2 separate regions of the Macaca fascicularis genome follow, and region 1 is linked to region 2. Evidence: chromatin contacts called from public Hi-C data. All regions are on one chromosome and are shown on one strand. The core of a region is the stretch at or near the end of the contact, and the rest is flanking DNA. Distances in the headings are between cores, read along the strand shown.

Region 1 (3,771 bases), core at 1,033-3,532, 67 kb before region 2:
AACCACAAACAGAAATAAATAATGGATATGTTCAGTCTTATTCTATCCAAGTTGAATACAAATCTTAAGTTGAATGTATTCTGGCATATCTTGTTGTGTTAATAATCATCACCTGTGCTTTGAATGCCTAGAATGGCTTCTCCAGGTTGTTCAACTCCTCTGACTCCAAAGAAGAGCAAAACGCTCAGGGGGATAGAAAGGAGAATGTTGAGATGCTGCACAGAGTTTTCATATTGTTGACTATACTTTCATACTTATATCATTTAAGTTGATAAGCAGCATGTTTGCTTATGCAAATAACATTTAAAGATATCATTCCTTTGCTTTCTGGCAGTAATTATTTCAATCTTTATTCCTCCTACCATGGCCTCAGTTCAGGCTATCATCTCTTCCAGCCTGGACATTTTCCCCTGGTCTGTGGACTACCTATAGTCTTGGCCCTTTGGTCTAAACACACAGCCACTGGGTGATCTTTCTCAAATGCAGATTTGATCATACCTCCTCAAAACATTTATAATTTAGGCATTCAGAGTTCTTCATAATTAAGCCTTTGCCCTCCTCTGCAACCTCATTCCTGTCACATTCCTCAAATCACACCTCATCTTTGTTTTATGAGGTATGAAATATGCTCTCTCACATCTTCCTAAATTTTCATGTTGCTCCTAACCTAGCAAGTTTCTCATTTTTCAATACTCAGCTTAGGCAGTACTTTCTTAATGAAGACTTGCCCTATCCGTGACAGTTAACACCCTCCTCTCTGGTGCCATCCTCTGCTACAGAGCTTGCCACACTTCAACATAATCAATTTTTTGTCTTCTCCCTCACTAGACTGCTAGCTGAAGGTCAGGAACTTGGAACTTTTTACCCTTGTATCCACAGGAATGAATGAATACAACTTGTTTAATATACTCAGAAGCTGTAGTTATCAAGTATTTATTTTTGACTAATAAATATAATAAATTGTTAGACTTATTTATTTATTTATTTATTTATTTATTTATTTATTTATTTTGAGACAGAGTCTTACTCTGTTGCCCAGGCTGGAATGCAGTGGTGTGATCACGGCTCACTGCTAACTCTGCCTCCAGGGTTTAAGCAATTCTCTTGCCTCAGCCTCCCGAGCTGGGATTACAGGCCCCCCACCCCCACGCCTAGCTAATTTTTGTATTTTCAGTAGAGATGAGGTTTCACCGTGCTGGGCAGGCTGGTCTCAAACTCCTGGCCTCAAGTAATCCACCAACCTTGGTTCAGAAAATTTTATTTAGTACATAAAATCTTTCAAAATAATGTCTGTAAGGAAAAAGGATCATTCCAGGCTGGAATCGATGATAGCCTGAACTGAGGCCATGGTAGGAAGGATGAAGATAGAAATAATTACTGCCAAAAAGCAAAGGAATTATATATTTATATGTTATTTGCATAAGCAAACACGCTGCTTATCAAGAAGTCCTCAATGGAAAAGACTTAGTATATATATAGTAAATATCCATTAAATATTCGTCAATTGAGCAATCCTTCTTTGTTTAGATTGTTATCTTTCTAAGGAAGGGACTCGTGGTATACTTTTATTTATTGTTTCCAGTGCGTAATAGAATACTATGTCCATAAAATCATCTCAGATCTAGTTTTACTGATTAACTGAATGAGTGAATCCATTAATTATCTCTAAATCTCAACAGGAATTTATAAGACCTATGTCTTTGAATTTCTCCCTACATATTGAAATATCTGTGAGCTCTTTGGGGAAAGGGGTTCTACCTATTGATTTTTGTATTTTAAAATCTTAACAGAGAACACTGAACATAGCAGAAGTTTAATTAATCTCTGTTATTAAGATTTCATCAGTGAAATACAAGTTTGCTTTGCTCATCATTTTATCCCAGTGACCTAGGGCAAGATCTTATTAATTGTAGGAATTTAGCAAATATTCGTTAAATAAACATGATTTGGAAATCTTGCTATTGGCAGGTACAATTAAATCTAATGTGAAAAGTTTCCCTTGGGGGAAAAAATAAAGTTTCCCTTGGTGTCTTAGATTCAGGAATAAACACAGATCAGAGCATGATTCTGAAAGATGTTTTATTTTGTACTATGAAACAGCTCTACCCTACAGAGGTGGGGAGCAGGGAAAAGGGAGAGAAGCTGGAAACAAACAAGTGAGGCTCACAGGAGAAAATAGCTCCTCCAAGGGGAGCCACATGCTCTGATACCCATGGCAGCCGCATGAGGAAGCAGCCTAAAATTAGCAGGACGGGCAAACCCAGGAAGGGAAAGCCACGGCAGCTTTCCCTGCCGTCAACAAGTGAGGTGAGGGGCTGGGAGTCTCGGCTGGAACTATCCAATGTAGCCTTTGGAGCTCCACTGCTATTTGTGCCAGGTAAGGTCCTCCCTCAAAACTCATCTTGGGAGGTAAAGCAAGATATTTCTTAAGGGGATGTCCAGATAATTGAAATATTTAATACTGTCCAGTAAAAAGGTGCCTCCAGGAATCTAGTGATTAAGAGAGCAATAGATTAAGAACATTCTTCTATTCATCCTTACTCAGGGTATTCATCTGAACCACTCACTCTCACCTTACTGAATTGGGGCTCTCTGGGGTGTGTAGTTGCTGCTTCTTTCAAGTGTTAGAGTAAAAAGGGGAGGGTGTCCTAGAAAATCTTTAAAGCCATGTGGGAAAAGGAATGATGAAAGGGCATTGCCAAGCAATGTAAAGAAACTGCAGAGCCAGAAAGGAAAGATCAGAGATAATACAAATAGGACTCAGTGGGCAACAGTGTGCTTTCTTCATGAATGAAGTGCAGAGCAATTGAGCTGATTGAGGACAGTCAACAGAATCCTGGAGGGGACCAGAATATTCTGTATTATTGTTTCATAAAGAACTGGCTCAGTGATTGATTTTTGCATTGCACATGAATAGCTCCCAGTCAGGGTACTGATCTATCACTCTCCATCATTTCTATAAGTTTCTGTCTCCCATACTAGAATTCATTTTAATAATATATTACCAATTGCTTTTTAAAGTTACAGCTCCTCATTAATGGTAAAACCTTCCAGTGCTATCAACAGTTTCTCACAGGGTTAATCTGAAGGAGTTGTGCAAGTGAATAGCAGAAGTTCAGAACTTAAAAAAATTTTTTTATTGAGATATAATTAATACATCATACAATTCACCTGTTTAAAGTGTGTAAGTCAATGGATTTTAGAAAATTTACAGAGTTGTGCAACCATTGCCACAAACAATTTTAGAACATTTGTATCACCCCCCTCACATCCAATAGCAGTAACTCCTCTTTTCCTCCAACATCCTCCCGCTCACAGCCCCAGGAAACCATTAATCTACTTTCTGTTTCTATAGACTTACCTATTCTGGATATTTCACATCAACAAAATCATACAATGTGTAGTCTTTTGTGAGTTTGTTTGTTTTTTTGTTTACTTTTTTGAACCAGAGTCTCACTCTGTTACCCAGGATGGAGTACAGTGGTTCTAGCTTAGCTCACTGCAAACTCTGCCTCCTGGGTTTAAGTGATTCTCATGCCTTAGCCTCCCAAGTAGCTGGGATTACAGGCATGTGCCACAATGCCCAGCTAATTTTTGTATTTTTATTAGAGACAGGGTTTTGCCATGTTGGCCAGGTTGGTCTTGAACTCCTGGCCTCAAGTAATCCACCTACCTTGGCCTCCCAAAGTGCTGGGACTAGAGGTGTGAGCCACTTAGCCTGGCCTGTTTTTTGTTTGTTTGTTTTTAAGAGAATGCTTAAATATGTGAGAA
Region 2 (4,264 bases), core at 733-3,232:
TCAAATCTTCCTAGGTACTGATATCTTCCCTGCATCTATGTCCATGGAAAGGGTCCAACTCTGTAAAATAGTTAGAAGAGATTTATTCTCAGCCAAATATGAATGACCATGGCCTGTGACAGAGCCCTCAGGAGATTCTGAGAACATGTGCCAAAGGTGGTCAGGGTACAGCTTGGTTTTATATCTTTAGGGAGACATGAGACATCTATCCGTACATGTAAGATGTACATTGATTTGGTCTGGAAAGGCAGGACAACTGGAAGTGAGGCCTTCCAAGTCAGAGGCAGATTCAAATTTTTTTTGATTGGCAATTGGTTGAAAGAGTTATTAACAATAGAAAGGAATGTCTGGATTAGGGTTGTAGAGACCAAGGTTTTATCATGCAGCAGAAGCCTCCAGGAGCAGGCTTCAGAGAATAGATTGTAAATTTTTTTTATCAGATCTTATCAGACTTACAAAATCTGTTCTATCAGTAATTCCAGGAGGTATAATGAGGAATGTCCCCTTCCCATCATGACCTGAACTAGTTTTCAGGTTAGCTTCAGAATGCCCTTGCTGAGAGGAGGGGTCCATTCAGATGGTAGGGGGCAGGCAGGGGAGGGTGCGGAGCTGGTGTGCGCTAAGAATTTCATTTTTGGTTTACCCGTATCACCTAGAGCATACCTCTGGCACATTTATCATGACAGTAAAGCTGTTTACCTTTCGATCTCTCGTGTTCACCTTGAAGACTGTCTCTAATATCTAGATAGGAGTCCATAGAGGCAACAATAGGTAAAAAGTTGTTATTATTTTGAAAAGTCCAATAGGACTTTAACATTTATTTATTTATTCGTTTGTTTGTTTGTTTGTTTGTTTTTTGAGATGGAGTTTCACTCTTGTTGCCCAGGGTGAAGTGCAATGGCGTGATCTTGGCTCACTGCAACCTCCGCCTCCCGGGTTTAAGCGATTCTCCTGCCTCAGCCTCCCAAGTAGCTGGAATTACAGGCCTCCACCACCATGCCCGGCTAATCTTTTGTATTTTTAGTAGACATTAGGTTTCACCATGTTGATCAGGCTGGTCTCAAACTCCTGACCTCAGATCCGCTCGCCTCAGCCTCCCAAAGTGCTGGGATTACAAGCATGAGCCACTGCACCCGACTAACATTTATTTTATTTTATTTTATTTTATTTTATTTTAGACAGAGTCTCCCTTTGTCACCCAGGCTGGAAAGCAGTGGCATGATCTTGGCTCAGTGCAACCTATACCTCCTGAGTTCAAGCAATTCTCATGTCTCAGCCTCCCGAATAGCTGGGACTATAGGTGTGTGCCACCACACCTGGCTAATTTTTGTATTTTTAGTAGAGACAGGGTTTCACCATGTTGCCCTGGCTGGTCTGGAACTCCGACCTCAGGTGATCTGCCCGCTCAGCCTCCCAAAGTGTTGGGATTACAGCCGTGAGCCACGGTACCCAGCCACATTTGTTCTTTACATTTAATTTTCATGAGCTGATTAGAGCCACAGATTGAGCTGCCTTTGTATGGCGACTCTGATTAGCTCCTTCTATTACTAATTAGATGCTCTGATTGGCAGATACATATACTTTTGATAAATGAAAATAGGAAAATGAATTAATCATTAACATATTTTGTTTGTGAGATAAAATCTCTAAAAGAAATAGCTTCATGGTGGGAAAATGGTCCTTAGTACACAGACCCAAACCCTGACGAGGTTTTCTCAGCCTCATCAGGATATGTGCTTTTGCCTCCATAAATGGGATAAGGATTGTTCAGGCATTGGGCACTAGGATAGGCAGTGGCTCAGATTCCAGAAAGACTTATCAGCAATGATGTGCTTGCGTTAGTTTCCGTCAGTGAGGGCAGGATTGAGGTCATAGTCACTGCCAGTGTCATTAGCAAATTTCTGAGTCAGAGCCACCAGTGATGGATGGTATCATGTGGCTATGAGCCATGATAACAGATGATTTGCATATGTTTGTTTGGCTTACTCCTGCTCTATTTACTTGTTTAGGGACTTCTGGCATTCCAGTCCCTATGACTCACTTTCTATACTGCCCAACAAAGCGTTTCTTTGCCAGTTGTGGCAAGAAGCCACTTTTTTTTTTTTTTTGAAGAAACGCTTAGAGAGCAGAGTTTTATTTAACTCCTTCCTCTGCTGGTGACAGCGAAGTATTTATCTTCTTTTTTAAAAAGTTAAAATGAAAAGGAGGGTTGCCCAGCAAAACAGTGGTAGAATTTAATAGTGGACTATGGGATTCCAAAACTAGTTCACTACTCTACTCATAGGTGATGTTTTTAAACATACCTATGTTTTTAAATGCTCTTTAACTGTGGATAGAGATAGGTTATCCTCCATCCTCTACGCAGTATCAAAAATACTTTCGCTCTGTTTATGCGGGGAAAACAGCACTCACACTTCTTGAGTGTGAAGGGAGGTCGATGATCAAATTAGAATCTTACTCCTATCACTGCTCCCACCCCAGCAGCAGCTGCTCTGGCAGGCTTTCAAGGCTGCAGCAGCCCTGGCCCCAGCTGCTTCAGCAGTAATTTGAAGAGTGCAAGGGGGCAGGGGAAGTGAGAATTTGAAAAAGAGCACTTCATTATATAACAGCAAAGGCAGGAAACCCTGAAATAACTGGGCCAGTAGTGGAATCCAGATTTCTGGAGTTCATGGGCCCCTCTCCACAGTCAATCAATTCTGGAGACTTTTCTTACTCAAAGATTGCATGGGGCACTTGTGACAGTCAAGGGGCAAAAGAGCTTTCAATCAAACAGTTCTTTATCAGCACAAATCACTTTGATCTAACTCCATCCTAAAGCACTGTGCACTTGCAGCATCTTCCAAGGTGCAAAATTATCAACTAATTTAAAAACAAATAAAATGGCAAAATGAACCTTGTAGCTGACATCTTTTAACCAATAAGGCAGATGCTCTTTCTCAAGGATGTCCCAGCATTATGTTTGTGGTTATAGATCTACTAAGCAAGAACTATATCCTTTCAACTCACATTTATAGCAGTGGGCATGGTGCTTGGCACAAAGCAGGCACACATTTATTCTGTGACAAATAACTTCCACTTCAGGCCAGGCACGGTGGCTCACAACTGTAATTCCAGCACTCTGGGAGGTTGAGGCAGGAGGATCACTTGAGGCCAAGAGTTCGAGACCAACCTGACCAAGATGATGAAACCCTGTCTCTAACTAAAAACACAAAAATTAGCCGGGCGTGGTCGCACTCGCCTATGGTCCAGCTACTTGGGAGGTTGAGGCAGGAGAATCACTTGAACCCAGGAAGTGGAGGCTGCAGTGACCTGAGATCATACCACTGCACTCCAGCCTGGGTGACAGAGCGAGACTCCATCTCAAAAAACAAAACAAAACAAAAAAACCCTTCCATTTCAGCTAAGAAGAAATTATTATTTTCATTACTTTGTGACTTCAGAGTGTCTTTAGGAAGAATAGAGAAAAAAAGTAAAATGTCAAATGGCCATGGAAGAAGACATGCTTCCCAAGTCTCTATGTTGTCAAGTCACCCTACAAAGAATGTCCTCCCAGATGACCAGTTTAGTGATGACACACAAGATAGATTTGCACTTTGAATACTGCATACCTGAGGAAGTTGTAGATCTTTGGTTATAATGACTTTAGTCCAGATTCATAATTCCTAGAAAAGACTAACTTAATCTTTGCTAGTTGGAGACTGTTTGTCTCATTTGTTGTCAGTGAAGCTGAAATGAATATGATCAAGTCTGTACACCCCATGCCATTAGTAACAAACAGCCTAAGACCTACTGCCGTGATGAACGTGATGTCAGCTACACTATGTTCTAATAGTGTAACTGGTTTGGATCCTGATCTGTGGCAATATGAGCCAGCTCTTTCTCATGAAACTTTGTAGAAAAGCAGCTTTCAGCAATAACAACCATCATCATCCTTATAACTATGACTCTTAACAGTTTTCTAAGTGGCTTGTGAGATGACCCTCTGTTAAGAGTCATAGTTTTCATTCCTTCTTGAGGCAAACCAGTTAGAAAACCAAACCAAACATCAAAAAAGGTGGTGGTGGCAGAAGGGGTTGAGTAAATGAAACAGTACATTCACAGCAGAATGAGGTCAATCTAATATGCTCTGACATGGCCTAAAGTTCAGCTCAGATGTATGAGCCAGTTCTCAATCTGCAGAGGTTACACGAAAGCCCTGCTTGCAAAAGGATCTCTTTGAGAAAATATGGTGCTCACAATTTAAACCATCAGTTGGTTGTTATTC

Evidence for each region. Hi-C and Micro-C count contacts between places; a contact is called where the count stands out from the background.
Region 1: a contact with region 2 is called in a Hi-C map of skeletal muscle, with 9 times the contacts expected there. The contact joins the promoter of MYPN here to the enhancer-like site in region 2. A contact is called at or near these places in 2 of 2 Hi-C or Micro-C datasets (liver and skeletal muscle).

What each region holds. Positions count from the first base shown.
Region 1 is chr9:78,475,806-78,479,576 of T2T-MFA8v1.1, reverse strand. It overlaps MYPN (myopalladin), which reads left to right and starts at 2,282. Exons shown (of 20, transcript XM_065521037.2): 1 at 2,282-2,377.
Region 2 is chr9:78,408,014-78,412,277 of T2T-MFA8v1.1, reverse strand. All of the region lies in intron 6 of MYPN (myopalladin), which reads left to right. Among named protein-coding and RNA genes, the nearest start is that of MYPN, 67 kb to the left of the region's middle. Within about 2 kb of position 1,982, at least 1 of the 6 cell types and tissues checked has an H3K27ac peak or open chromatin away from gene starts, as enhancers often do.